4 separate regions of the Mus musculus genome follow, and regions 2, 3 and 4 are each linked to region 1. The links are chromatin contacts, called in public Hi-C, HiChIP or PLAC-seq and promoter capture Hi-C maps. All regions are on one chromosome and are shown on one strand. The core of a region is the stretch at or near the end of the contact, and the rest is flanking DNA. Distances in the headings are between cores, read along the strand shown.

Evidence for each region. A called contact is a pair of places that touch in the nucleus more often than the background predicts. HiChIP or PLAC-seq counts read pairs in DNA pulled down with a chosen protein or histone mark. Capture Hi-C pulls out chosen DNA fragments and counts their contacts.
Region 2: a contact with region 1 is called in a Hi-C map of embryonic stem cells, with 1.9 times the contacts expected there. The contact joins the promoter of Bicdl2 here to the promoter of Elob in region 1. A contact is called at or near these places in 8 of 39 promoter capture datasets (the C10 cell line, the HPC-7 cell line, embryonic stem cells and 4 more), 1 of 15 datasets of contacts at CTCF or cohesin (CD8 T cells), 4 of 484 Hi-C or Micro-C datasets (all in embryonic stem cells), 3 of 115 datasets of contacts at active chromatin or transcription factors (embryonic stem cells and pancreatic cancer cells) and 3 of 9 other capture datasets (adipose tissue, liver and pancreatic islet).
Region 3: a contact with region 1 is called in a promoter capture Hi-C map of liver. The contact joins the promoter of Tnfrsf12a here to the promoter of Elob in region 1. A contact is called at or near these places in 3 of 39 promoter capture datasets (the C10 cell line, cranial neural crest and embryonic stem cells), 2 of 15 datasets of contacts at CTCF or cohesin (CD8 T cells and the NIH/3T3 cell line), 10 of 484 Hi-C or Micro-C datasets (CD8 T cells, the G1E-ER4 cell line, Th1 cells and 6 more), 6 of 115 datasets of contacts at active chromatin or transcription factors (the 230-238 cell line, the SCID.adh cell line, embryonic stem cells and 1 more) and 4 of 9 other capture datasets (adipose tissue, embryonic stem cells, liver and 1 more).
Region 4: a contact with region 1 is called in a FOXA1 HiChIP or PLAC-seq map of pancreatic cancer cells. The contact joins the enhancer-like site here to the promoter of Elob in region 1. A contact is called at or near these places in 2 of 39 promoter capture datasets (cranial neural crest and liver), 2 of 484 Hi-C or Micro-C datasets (the G1E-ER4 cell line and granulosa cells), 5 of 115 datasets of contacts at active chromatin or transcription factors (effector CD8 T cells, embryonic stem cells, extraembryonic endoderm stem cells and 1 more) and 4 of 9 other capture datasets (adipose tissue, embryonic stem cells, liver and 1 more).

The regions. Positions count from the first base shown.
Region 1 is chr17:23,827,419-23,830,690 of GRCm38.p6, forward strand. It overlaps Elob (elongin B), which reads right to left and starts at 1,691. Exons shown (of 4, transcript NM_026305.2): 1 at 1,665-1,691; 2 at 1,426-1,560; 3 at 50-155. The coding sequence starts at 1,667.
Region 2 is chr17:23,658,959-23,662,230 of GRCm38.p6, forward strand. It overlaps Bicdl2 (BICD family like cargo adaptor 2), which reads left to right and starts at 1,548. Exons shown (of 10, transcript NM_153784.3): 1 at 1,548-1,594; 2 at 2,810-3,104. The coding sequence starts at 2,823.
Region 3 is chr17:23,675,936-23,679,207 of GRCm38.p6, forward strand. It overlaps Tnfrsf12a (tumor necrosis factor receptor superfamily, member 12a), which reads right to left and starts at 1,514. Exons shown (of 4, transcript NM_013749.2): 1 at 1,392-1,514; 2 at 584-688; 3 at 204-338; 4 at 1-111. The coding sequence starts at 1,485. The coding sequence ends at 56.
Region 4 is chr17:23,698,601-23,701,872 of GRCm38.p6, forward strand. No RefSeq gene overlaps it. Among named protein-coding and RNA genes, the nearest start is that of Cldn9, 16 kb to the left of the region's middle. Within about 2 kb of position 1,716, at least 138 of the 459 cell types and tissues checked have an H3K27ac peak or open chromatin away from gene starts, as enhancers often do. A contact at or near this core is called in the G1E-ER4 cell line, extraembryonic endoderm stem cells, granulosa cells and 2 more, where this site is marked.

The sequences.
Region 1 (3,272 bases), core at 441-2,940:
TGGATGTTACCAGATGCTAGCTACCATCCATCCAGGTTAGCCATCTTACCTGCTCGGAAGGCCAGGCCCACTGTGGCTGGGGCCTGTGGCCGTGCTGTCTGGCTAGTGAAGCCACACTCGCCCAGAGTTTTGCCATCATCAAGGAGCTGGTCATCCTGAAGAGAGAAGCAGGGTTTAGGGAGAGGTCCTAAGGTCCCAAAGACAGCCAACTTAGGTGAGGAACTTAGGAAGAGGCATCCCTAAGTATAAAACACATATTCCAGGACTATATCCAAGAATTTCCAGCTCTGACTGCACTGATGGCTTACAGCAGCTAAAAGCTCTGGCAGAGACTTCCAAGGGCATTTTCTAGCACCCATATAGATTGGTTCACAATTCCACTTCCATGAGATCTGATCCCTTTGGCCTCCAGAGCACCTGAGCACCTGGACTGTATGAGAGCAGGTATCACACACACAAAAATAAAACTCACAGGCCTCTGAATTCTGGCTTTTCCAAGCTCTCTAGATATATCTAATTCAAAAGGTAGTTGGAATTTTTTTTTTTTTTGAGAAAATATCTCAAACAGTATTTTGTTCTTGAAATTCTGATCCTCCTACATCTAGCTCCCAAACAGGATTATTGCCCAGTTTTTTCCGCCTGGTGATCTAACCTAGGCTTTCATACAGGTTATGTTAACACTAAACACAGCTGCACCCCTGAGTCCTATCAAGTTTTTCTCTCCACTCCCCACCTTTCTTTTAAAAATCAACCTTAACCTTAAAACGGGAATTATGAGGAGCATAGAAAGCAGCACTAAAAACACTATGTGGTTCCTAGACCAGCAGAGGGTCTTTCAAGAAAAAGATCAGTGGGTATCAGTGAGAAAAGCCCTTTAGAGACATGAATCCAGGCTCTAATCTGGAGTTACAGCTGGAATTAGCTCAATGTATTTAGATTACTGGCACGCTTCTGGGAAGCCTGACTCGGGATTGGGGCATGAGGACCCAACTCCGCAGGCTAGCTTATTCAAAACTGGAGCTGGCTTCTGGAGGTGAGCTTGAATGCCAAGTGTTTCTAGAACATCAGAAGACTGGCGAGGGTAAACACTGGCTGGGTGAATCACTGGTGGGATCTTGACCTATCTTCTAAACAACACTTGCATTCCTCGAGTTCCACCCCACCCTGTGACAGTGGGATTCCGGTGGGCTCCCGACAGGCCGAAGGTGGCTAGCCAGGAACAAACCCTGGCTCTGCCACGACCTTCGGCTGCGTAAGATTATCGAGGCCTCGGTTTCCCCAACCGCTGAGCAAGACGGCCTGGCAGGGCGGGGCGGCTGCCGGGAGACCTGATGCTGCCGGCTCTTCAGCACGATCAAGAGACCTCCTTGTTAAGTGTCCTGTCTGGACCCCCGCGCGCGCAACCGCCACGCCCGCTCGTCGCACCTTGTAAAGCCGCTGCTCCTCTGGCGGCCGCTTGAGGATGCCCTCGACGATGCGCTTCAGTTCGAACACGGTGCTCGACTCCTTGGCGTCCGTAAAGATGGTGGTCTTGTGGCGCCGGATCATGAGAAACACGTCCTGAGGACGGCGGGCCCGCGTCAGCGCTAGCCCGCGGCCCCCGGCGTGGCCCCGGAGCCCCCGCCGCCCCCGGCCCCGCGCCCCTCCCCCCCGCGCCCGCTCACCATCCCGGCGGCTGCTTCTGGCTCGACGCGCCGGCGCGGCCGCGCTCCGCCCCTTCCCGGCAGCCCAAGCGCGACCCAGCGTGCTCTGCGCGGCCCCGCCCGCCCCGCCCCCTATCCTGCAGCCCCTCCCACGCCGTTGCGGCCATCTTAAGCGATCCGGAAGCCACTTCCTGTGCTTGGCCGCCATCTCGGTGTCTGGGTTATAGGTGGTTATATATTGAGCCCGTCTCGGATCCGTGGTGCAAGCTGGGCTTGCTTTGGGGCGTAGAGAGTGAGTCACGGAGAGCTACTCATGCATATCTGCCATGAACAATTTTATATGAGTGTTTTATCTGCATTTATGCCTATGCAACTGTTACATGCAATGCTTGGGAAGGCCAGAAGAGGGCCGTCGGGTCCTCTGGTCGTGTGGGGTGCAGGAAATCGAACCTAGCTAACTCCTCGAAGAACAGCCAGTCCTCATAATCATCGAGCCATCTCTCCAGCCCACGTTTATTTATGGGTCAAGCTCTTGCAGGGAATGTGAGGGGTAACTTTACAGCCATTTTGAGACGATGTACAATTTTGGATCTAAGATCACCACTGTGTATTCTCCTCATCCAGCTCTAGGCTTGGGTCTAAGGGTTTGTTAAATCCAATTCAGCCATGCTTTGTGGCCTCTTAGGAGCTAGAGAAACTATTGCTCTTCGAGACTTCTGCTGTAGTTATTAGGGTCCACTCTAGCTAGACTTGGCCACCTGGTCCCAGTACACCAACTAAAAAGTGTTAATAGTGAAAAGCATTGATAGGTTTACTTAATGTGGCCATAAGAAGAGGTCCAGTGACTTTCCCAAGTCGACTGTGGAGTTTGTTTAAACTGAAATGGAACAAATGAGTAGTGTTAGGCAAGGTATGGCCCATCATTTGACTGTCCTACAAGATGGCCTGATGAGCTGTGACATCTGTTTCAGGTCAAACCCTTCCTTATTCCAACATGAGATTCCTGGGGAAATCCTGATTACTTGGAGACCATTGTTTTTAACAGCCTTGAGAAGGCTAGGCTGACTTCACGACAGACTTCAAATTGGCAGTTAAGGACACTAGGCCTAAAAACTGGGCAAGTCCAGGGAAGTCAATTGATGATTTAAAAAAACAAAACAAAACAAAACCCTAGGCTCCAGCCTTCATGTCCAGGTAATGGACTGTCCCAACTACCTCGTCTGATGCAAGGACAGTGGGTCAGCAGCAGTTTCCAGACATCCTCAGCTACTTAGTAACAGTTCCCAGACCTCCCCAGCAAGTTTCTAGTCCCCACACCATGTTAATAGAATTCTGTAGAGATGTGCACAACAGATTAACATAGAGGTCACCTACACTGGAATTCTCTAATGTGCTTTAAATCAGGCCTGAAAGCTCACTTGGGTGTCTCTATCTTGGTAATAGGAGACCCCAGCATGCTGGACTTGTGCAGCTTAAAACATTCTTTGCATTTACATACTATTTGAGTCTGGGGTATCATTCTTTGGAGAATCATGTATCCTTACAGACTGATAGTCAAAGAGGGGTGGGGAACAAAAGGACAGTGGCTCTTTGGATTATCTTCATTCCTTTTACTATCTCTGGTACATT
Region 2 (3,272 bases), core at 298-2,797, 170 kb before region 1:
CAGAAACAGGTAAATGTATCAAGTTCACTTTCCCCAGAAACCCGTTGTTAAACCCTTGCCAGCACACCTCTTTTCCAGAGATACATTTGTCCTCTTTATCAGGCCTGGAATTCCTGTCCTGTGCCTCAGGAAGCCCTGGTGTCTAGAATTATGAGGAGCCACAAGGCCAGTGCTGGGTTTCACTTTGTGAGCTGATCTGACATCACCTGTCTTGGCTCCTGTCCCTTGATACCATGGGCCTTGCTGGAGCATGAGACCCAACTCTGCAGAAAAAAAGAACTGAGACCCCACCTCTGGAGCTACATGGACTCAGGTGTGCTTCGAGGCAAGCCACCTTAGGTGCCAGGGAATCAGTGTCTTGTATGCAGCACGGAACTATTAATCCCAGCACTCAGGAGGCAGAGTCAGGCAGATTTCTGAGTTCGAGGCCAGCCTGGTCTACAAAGTGAGTTCTAGGACAGCCAGGGCTACAAAGAGAAACCCTGTCTCCAAACAAACAAAAAAGAATAAGATGCTAGGGCTGGTGATACCGTCGGCTGGTCGAGTACTTACCTAGCACACACCAGGCACGGATTCAAACCCCAGCACAGCATAGGCTGAGTGTGGGGTGGTACATGCCTGTTATCCTACGACCAGGAGATGGAGCCAGGAGCATCTGGAAGCTCAAGGTCCCCTGTTCTTTAGTAAATTTGAGGCCATCCTGTGACACATGAGACCCTGTCACACACACATCCCAAAAATGGCACCGCACACATTCACTGTACATAACTGTGGGGGTTCAAATGAGAATGCCCCCTCCTGTAGGCTCGTACATTTGAATGCTTTGTCCCCAGTTGGTTGAACTGTTTGGGAAGGATTAGGAAGTCAAACTTTTTTGGAAGACATGTGCCAAAGAGGTAAGCTTTGAAATTTTAAAAGCCCATGCCAGGTCCTTGCTCTCGTTCTTGCTCCCCTTCCTGCCCATGTATCAGAGGTAAGCTCTCAGCTACTGCTCCAGTACAAAGCCTGCCTGCCTGCTGCCATGCTCATGGTCTCTAACCCTCTGGAGCCATGAGTCCCCAAAATAAATGCTTTCTTTTATAGGTTGCCTTGGTCATGATACTTTGTCATGGCAATAGAAAAGTAATTAAGACAATAACAAACTTGTACCCCAAACAAAGCCGGTGGCTTCCCTGAACCTCAGCTTGCCCTTCTATAAAATAGTGTGTCAGTAGATGCTGCTTCCTTAGGGTGTTACAAAAGAAAAAAAATTACTATAAAAGGGCTTTCTTAGTGGAGGGCTTACCACGGTATCCTTACTAATAATTTCCTATCACAAGGGCAAGCATGAAGAATAAGAAGCTGACTTCTTTGCTCAGCCTGTAGATCTGCACATAGTAGGTGTTCAATTAATGTTCCCAGTAAGAAGCAAGATGGATCTTTAAGAGGATGGATGTGACATTCCTTTGACAGTGCCTAGCCATTCCCACCACCAGGGGGCGTCCCAACCCCTCCCGCGGCACCGCCCCCTCACCTGTGCAAGCTTGCACCTGGCACCGCCTCCGGAAGAGGACTTGGGGATCGGGGAACCTCGGAGGGAGCCTGGTGGCGACAGGTGAGAGCCTAGGGGGTGATGAGGGCGGGACACTCAGGTTTTGGGCATGGTTGGAGAGGACCGGTCGGAACGGTAGGATGGAGATCGGGAACAGCCTCTAGGGACTCTGGAAGTAACTCCGGGATGCCGGACACCTGCCGCAAAGAGTGATTATCATGCTTGCCCTTGTGATAGGAACGGGTCGGAGAACCCACTGGGTCTAGCCCTAGGACAACTAGACTGGGACATGTGTAACACCTGGGATTTTTCCGGCCAGCTGTACTTGGCACCTGTCGAGGGGAGGGGAACAGGTGCGCGTGGGCTCCGGGGTGAGTAGGGGGCGGGGACCCTCCCGGGGTTGGCATGGAGAAACCAGAGTGTCAGGCCTTTTCTCCTGAGCCCCTGAACCCTTCTCCCTTGGCGGCCCTCGTAAAGCACAGGGCTCCCGTCCCCAGGGGCGGGCCGGGAAGTAAACAGAAACCCGAAGTGGAGGCTGTGGCGCGCTGGCTGGCACAACCTGTTACCTCGCCCTGCGCTGGGTCAGCGCCAGGGCTCAGGGAAAATGGGGGTCTGCGGATGAAGGCTCCTAAGTCAGGAGGGGTAAAGGCAGGAATACCTGAGTCTTGATAAAATTAGGATTCCGGAGATTCCACTTGGAGTCCAGGAGAGGGACGCGATGCCCATCAAGGCTGACAAGGCTAAACCAAGTCTAACGCACTTGGGTCCTGAGAAAGTAGACAAGGATATGGGAAGGCAAAGAGCTAGAAATCTGAGTTTCTGGAAAGGGAAGGAGTTGGATCCCTGTGGCTAAAGGGTCAAGACACAGCTGTCCCCACTGGTGAGAGCCTGTACTCTCTGGATAGGAAGTTGGTTTCATCCCTAAGACTGAGTCTACGTGACCCTGCCATTCTAGGTAGGATTAGTGCCCAGGTGGTGAGGGACTGGGAAGAGGAGCAAGGTCTGTCATTGGGTTGCTTGTGGCACCAGAGCGCTGGGACAAATCTTCCCTAGGGCAAAGAATGTGTGACAAAGGCAGGAGGCAGGAGGTGAGGGCAAGATGGTTGGTTTCATTCTGCTTCCAGCCTCAGTCTACCCTGAGGTCATTAACGGAGCTGGGTGGCCCACATGGATCATTAACCCTTGTCGGCCCAGGCTGCAGAATTGAAAGGCCACTAGGGGGCGTGCCCGGGGGCTGCTGCCGAATGGCTATGTTTCAGCAGCAACCTATCTTCACAGATGTGAAGGCACCATGGACTCCCCTGGTGAGCCAAGCTTCCCTTCCGGGCTGCTCTCAGGGGGTGCTTCTCCTAGTGGCGATGAAGGATTCTTTCCCTTTGTGCTGGAGCGACGAGACTCCTTCCTGGGAGGAGGGCCAGGGCCAGAAGAACCAGAGGACCTAGCCCTGCAACTGCAACAGAAAGAAAAGGACCTGTTGCTGGCTGCTGAACTTGGCAAGATGCTTCTGGAACGCAACGAGGAGCTTCGGAGGCAGCTGGAGACACTGAACACTCAGCACTTGGAGCATGAAGAAGTGAGTTGGCCTGGGGCAGATGGGGGGTGGGCAGGGCTGGGGTGAACAGGAATGAGACCCAAGCAAGGAGAGGCGAGAGACATGTGGGCAGAGTGATGCCTTTCAAACAGATCGAGGCAGGGAATCCATGGGAAGTATACATGGAATCCTGTAGTCCCAGCACTCTAG
Region 3 (3,272 bases), core at 264-2,763, 150 kb before region 1:
GGCTGACTCCAGAATGAATGAATGGACGACGAGTGGGCCCCAGCGCGGGTGCTCCTCACTGGATCAGTGCCACACCTGGGCAGCCCTCTCCACCAGTCTCCTCTATGGGGGCTGGAAAATAAAAAGTGGGGTTGTTGTGGTTAGGGGACAATTAGGGAAGTGATGAGGGAGGTGGGAGGAGCGAGGGTGGAGAGCTCACTTACTAGTAAACTTTTCTCTCCGGCGGCATCTTCTCCAGACCAGGAAACTAGAAACCAGCGCCAAAACCAGGACCAGACTAAGAGCGCCCCCCAGAATGGGCCACAGTAGCCTGAAGTGGGCAGGAGGTGCTGCGGCGCCTAGTGATCAGGGTTCAAATCAGATCTTGCCCTTGGGACAGCAGTCTAGTCTGTCCTCAAGGAGGTCTCAAGCTTACCCCCCCACACACACACACACACAATACACACCCTGATAGAAGCCCCTTCCTCAGTCAGTCTTCCCTGATTTCCTATATCCTACGTCTACAACCCTCCTCTCTGCCCCAACAACCCACTACCCAGGTCTAGGATCCGCTTGCCACCAGCCCCACCCCGCCCCCACTCACATCCCAGGCAGAAGTCGCTGTGTGGTCGCGCTGGACAAGAAGCGCAGTCCATGCACTTGTCGAGGTCCGCGCTCCAGGAGCTGCCGCTAGAGCATGGGGAGGTGCCTGAGGAGGGGGCTGCAGGTCAGAAGCTTGCGGCTGGGTGCGGCTATTCTGGGGGCTGAGGTCAGGGTCAGTCGGCTCGAATAACGTGAGTCACTATCGCGTGTCCCCCCCGCCCCCCACTCATTCCTCGCAGGTGACCGCATCGCCTGACCCAAACGCGGCAGTGCGGGAGGGGGGTCGAGTGGCGCGGGACTTGGGGGGGGACAGTACCCCCCCGCGCGCCACAGTGTGACTCACTCCTGGGCACCGGGCCCGACCCCAGTCCCTCCCCCCGCATAACTGGGCATTGAAGTCACCGGATGGAAGGGGCACCCCCACATGGTATAGAGGGCAAAGTCCCCATTGCCCCTTCGCGATTCAAAGATACCAAGACTGGACAGATCTCATTACAGACCAGTTTGAGGACGTGCCCCCTTCCCAAAACAAACCTCCTGCCCTCAAATATACGTTCTCTCTCTACTCTGGCTCTCACTTTTGAGACAGAAGACCTCCCACACCTCAATTGGACAGGTAGCGAAACTGAAGCTCGGACTGCGGATAAAACTTGAGACCTTTCCCACTTGGAACTTGCTGCCTGAAGAGCACAAATCGCAAATCCTCGTGTCTTCCCGGTTCCCTGGTTTCACCGGGTTCTCCAGGCACTCAAATTCCGTTTCTGACCTCCCCAAAGTCCGAGGTTTACCGTCGTCTGAGCCGTGCATACCTGGTGCTTGCTCCCCGGCCGCGGCGCGCATCAACACCAAGCCGAATCCCAACACGAGGATCTGCGGCAGAGACCGCGGCCAAGCCGAAGCCATGATTGCCGGTCCCGAGGCAAGAACTGTCTGCTCCCACCACCCGCAAGCCAGACTCAGGGCTGCGGCTCCGCCCCCGCCCCCGCCTTCCGGGGCGGAGCGCTGGCCTCGGCCCGCCCCAACAGCCACTCTGCTTTGCGAGTAAGCAGTTAGTTAAACCCAGTCAGTTCAGTAAAACCATTCATTCAACACAGTCCCGCCAAGTGTCTACCCTACTCCGCCCTCTGCAAACTTGAGTACCCACGATGTGGAGCGAAGGAAATCAGTTATAAGACATAACTGCATAGTTGGGTTTTTCCTCTTTTTAAGCCCAAATAAATTAGATTTGTCTATTCTTTTGCAATTCTGGGGTGGAGACCAGAGGCTCAAACATACCAGGCGAGAACTGAGTTATATCCACACATCCTTTATGTTTGCTTGCTTTGTTTGGATTTGGGGGTGGGGGGGACCAACAAAATCTCATACTCTATCCCAGAGTAGCCTCGAATTTGAAACATTCTGTCTCATCTCAGCCTCTCAAGTGCTAGGATTGTAGGCAGGAACCACCACACCGATTTTCTTTGGTTTGGTTTAGTTTTTTAGCTGCATAGCTTAGGCTGATCTTGATGTTGGCATTCTCCGGTATCAGTAAACAGTACTGCAAGCATATATAGAAATGCTACTTTCTTTTTTGAAAGATACCTTTTATTTGTGTGTGTGTGACACATATGTTTGAGTGTCTCTGGAGTCCAGAGAAGGGCAACGGATCTCCTGGCAATCGAATTTCAAGTGGTTATAAGCTGGGAGCAAAAAAAAAAAAAAAAAAAAAAAGAGCACCTGGAAGAGCAGAAAGGCTAACCCATGAGCCATCTTTCCAGACCCACGTGCTGCTTTTTTTGGTTGGTTGGTTGGTTGGTTGGTTGGGTTTTTGTTTTGTTTTTTTGTCTTGGTGTTTTGTTTTGTTTGTTTGGTTTGGTTTTGGTTTTGGTTTTTCGAGACTGGGTTTCTCTGTATAGCCCTGACTGTCCTGAAACTCACTTTGTAGACCAGGCTGGCCTCGAACTCAGAAATCCACCTGCCTCTGCCTCCGAGTGCTGGGATTAAAGGCATTCGCCACCACGCCTGGCTCTGTGTTTTGTTTTGTGACAAGGTTTCACTGTGCCCTGACTGTCCTGGAACTCACGTTGTAGACCAGGCTGGCCTCAAACTCACAGAGATCCGCTTGCCTCTCCCTTCCCAGCCCTGGTATTAAAGGCATGTGTCACCACGCCTGGCCATATATGTTGCTTTCTGTTGCTTTCTTTCTTTTCTTTCTTTCTTTCTTTCTTTCTTTCTTTCTTTTTTTTTCTCCAAAACGAGTCTCTCTGTATAGCCCTGGCTGTCCTGGAACTCTCTCTGAAGACCAGGCTAGCCTCTAACTCAGAAATCCGCCTGCCTCTGCCTCCCAACTGCTGGGATTAAAGGCGTGAGCCACCATTGCCCGGCTATATATTGCTTTCTTAAGGGCCTCGGGAAGAGCACGAGATGATTCAGTGGGTAAGATTGCCTGCTGCCAAGCCTGGCAATCTGAGTTCGATCCCTGGGGCCCACAGAGTAGAAGAAGAGAACAAACTCTGATCATAGGTATGCAGTGTGACAGGGTGTCGTCGTCGTCGTCGTCGTCCCCCCGCCGTCCCTGCCCCCCAAAGAGTCACAAAAAAGAGTCACAAAAGTAATGTATCCTTAGGTAACATACAGACCTGTCTTCATTCGCAAAGCGAGAAACTGGGACTGGGGAAAGTTGAGTAAAGTCTCAAGTCATAGCCCAGGTT
Region 4 (3,272 bases), core at 466-2,965, 130 kb before region 1:
TGGAGGTTTGACTCCTAAGACTTGGGAGTTTCCAAAGGTAAGTGAAGAAGGCCTTAGCAGTACATGTACTCCCTAGATAAAGGACAATGTGTCATTCCAGACCCCAGCTGCAGAGTCTGAAGCCTTTGTTCTCAAAGCCCAGCGTGGTATCCCAAATATTTAACCTAGCTAGCGCTCAGAAGGCTGACAGGATAATGGAATTGCTGAGTTCAAGGTACAGCTAGTACTACATAGCAAAAAAGGTCTGATCTCAGGGAAGCAAAGGCGGGTTGGTCTCTGTGACTTTGAGGCCAGCCTGGTCTATGAAGCGAGTCCAGGGCAGGCAGGGCCATTACACAGAGAAATCGTGTTTTGAAAAACAATAACACAAACAAAAACAACAACAAAATCCAAACAAGAACAAAAACAAAAAGAGATCTGTCTTAAAAACCCAAGACAAACAAAAAAGGCAAACTTCTGTTTTTATCCACAGAACCTGGGTGTTTCACATCAGCAGGTGTTGGGTAGGCTCTGCAGTCCCAAAACAACAGCTCATTTTATCAGTACTTTGATGAGTTACTTCTTAAATTACCTAGGGAGGACGCTGCAGGACAAGAGGTGTGGGGGAGGGGCAAACGTCCCTTATCTTTCTTTAAATTGCTTTGAATGAGGGTCTCACTAAGTAACAAAGGCTGACCTTTTAACTTGTGATCCCTCTTCTTAACTATCCCTAAAGTTGGGATTACGGGGCGTGTGCCGCCAGCCCCAGCTGACATCCCTCATCTTAATGCCAGGTTTACTTTTTTTCTCCTCAGCCTTGGCTGCAGTCCTGACATTCTTGTCTTATTCCCAGTCGAGCTCTGGCCGGGCCTTCCGAGCCTGCCGGTGTCCAGGCACGGACTCACCGGCTTGTAGCCCCCGCGGAGCCAGGCGGTCAGCAGGGCGGCGACAGGAAGAAGTAGGGCGGCGGGGGCGGCGGCGGCAGCGGCGGAGGAAAGGCTGGGAGCGGCCAGGGCTCGCGGGGGTGCGGCGGCGCCAGCAGGGTGAAGGGCGAGGGTCGCGCGGGCAGCGGCGGCAGCGGTTGTGGAGGCGGCTCGGCGAGCAGCGGGGGCCGGCCGCGAGCACCCACCGGCCCGGGGGTGGCGGCGACCGCGGCTTCGGGCAGCGGCGGCAGTGGCAAGTGCGCGGGCGGCGGCGCGGGCGCGGGCAGACGCGGCAGATCCTGCAGGGCGAGCACGGCTGCGGGCGGCGTGGGCGCGCAGACCTCGGGCGGCAGCTCTGGCAGTGCCAGGTGGACCCCGGGGCCCCAGGGCGCCAGCAACTCCGGGCGCAGCGGGAGTGCGGGTAGCGGCGGCAGCTCAGCTAGGGCCAGCGCCGAGGGCAGCGGCCGTCCGGAGCTCAGGCCGGGCGGTAACCCCGGCAGCGGCGGGTGCGGCAGGGACGCTGCGGGCGGCAGGGACGCGCGAGATCGGCTAAGCCGAGAGTGCAAGCGGCCGCGGTCGCGCCGCGGGTGCGAGCGGGAGCGGGGCCACCGCGCCGCCAGCTTGGCCGATGCTGCCACCCCAGGACCCAGTGCCCGCTGCCGGCCGCTGCCTTGGAGCGAGGGCCAAGGGCTGCTAGGTCCTCCCGGCCAATTGCAGTCGCTTGCAACGCGTTCCAGCCAAACACAAGCTGGTGCGCTTGCTGCCTCGGCACCCCAACCAATCATCGTGTCCTGCCATGCTACTGGTGCATACGCGCCCTGGGCTCCCTCTCCTGGTCCGATGGTGCTCTGAGAGGTTGCAATCTCCAGGCCGTGCCCCAACAGTATTAAATGTGTCACAGCTCCGCAATTGTTGCTGTTTATCAATGGTGACGCTGAAGTGATGCATATTTTCACTCCATTTTCTGTTTTGAGACAAGGGGTCCCAGGCTGGTATCCATACGCAGCTCAGGATGCTGTCCCACTCGAAGCCCTCCTACTTCCACTTCTTGACTACCAGGTGGGTAAAGTTGCTTACCTCCAAGCTTAGAACTGAGTTCAATCCGGAGATCCACATAATGGAAGGAGAGAACCAATTCCTATTAGTTGTCCTCTGACCCCCGAACCCGTGGCACGAACACAGTCACACATACACAAAATAAATAAACAAAATGTAAAAAAAAAAAAAAAAAAAAAAAAAAAAAACCAGTACTCAAATGCAGTGTTTTGGGTTGGGTGTGCAGCTATGTTGATGAAGTGCTAGCTGTATAAGGCTCTGAGTCCAGCCCTCAGCCCCACTCAAATCAGGTGTAATTTTTGTAATTGCAGAACTCGGGGGAGATGGAGGCAGAAAGATCCGAAGAAGCCCAAGGTTATCATCAACCACATAGCCAAATTCAAGGCTAGTTTGAGCTAGATGAGATCCTGGGCAGGAAATGGGGAGATTGGTGGCAATGTGTAGTATATATGTTAACATGCCCAATAATTCTGAATGACAAATGGGTGGGCTTCTGGTAAAGAAAGAAAGAAGATAAATAAATAACTGAGACTCCAGCCTGTCACCCTAGCACTTGGCAGGCAGAGACAGGAGGATCAGGGCACCAAGACTGGCCTCAGCTACTCAACAAGTTTGAGGCTACCTTGAACTGCCCAAGAATCCGGCTCAAAAATGAAATGAAACAACAAAAGGAGAAAAAAGAAAAAGGGGCCAATACCTTCAAATTCGGAATTGGAGGACACTGGATAGATGGCTCTGTGGTTAAGAGCACTTGTTGCTCCTGCAGAGGACCCAGGTTCAATTCCCAACACCTGCTGGGTGTCTCAGTGTCTCATCTGTAACTTCAGTTCTAGGGGGTCAAGAGGCTCCTTGGATACCAGACGTTTTCATGGTGTTCATACATACATTCATACATTTCATGGTGTTCATACATACATTCATACATTTCATGGTGTTCATACATACATTCATACAGTTCATGGTGTTCATACATACATTCATACATCTCATGGTGTTCATACATACATTCATACATTTCATGGTGTTCATACATACATTCATACAGTTCATGGTATTCATACATACATTTCATACATTTCATGGTGTTCATACATTCATACATTTCATGGTGTTCATACATACATTCATACATTTCATGGTGTTCATACATACATTCATACATTTCATGGTGTTCATACATACATTCATACATTTCATGGTGTTCATACATATATTCATACATTTCATGGTGTTCATACATACATTCATACATTTCATGGTGTTCATACATACATTTCATACATTTCATGGTGTTCATACATACATTCATACATT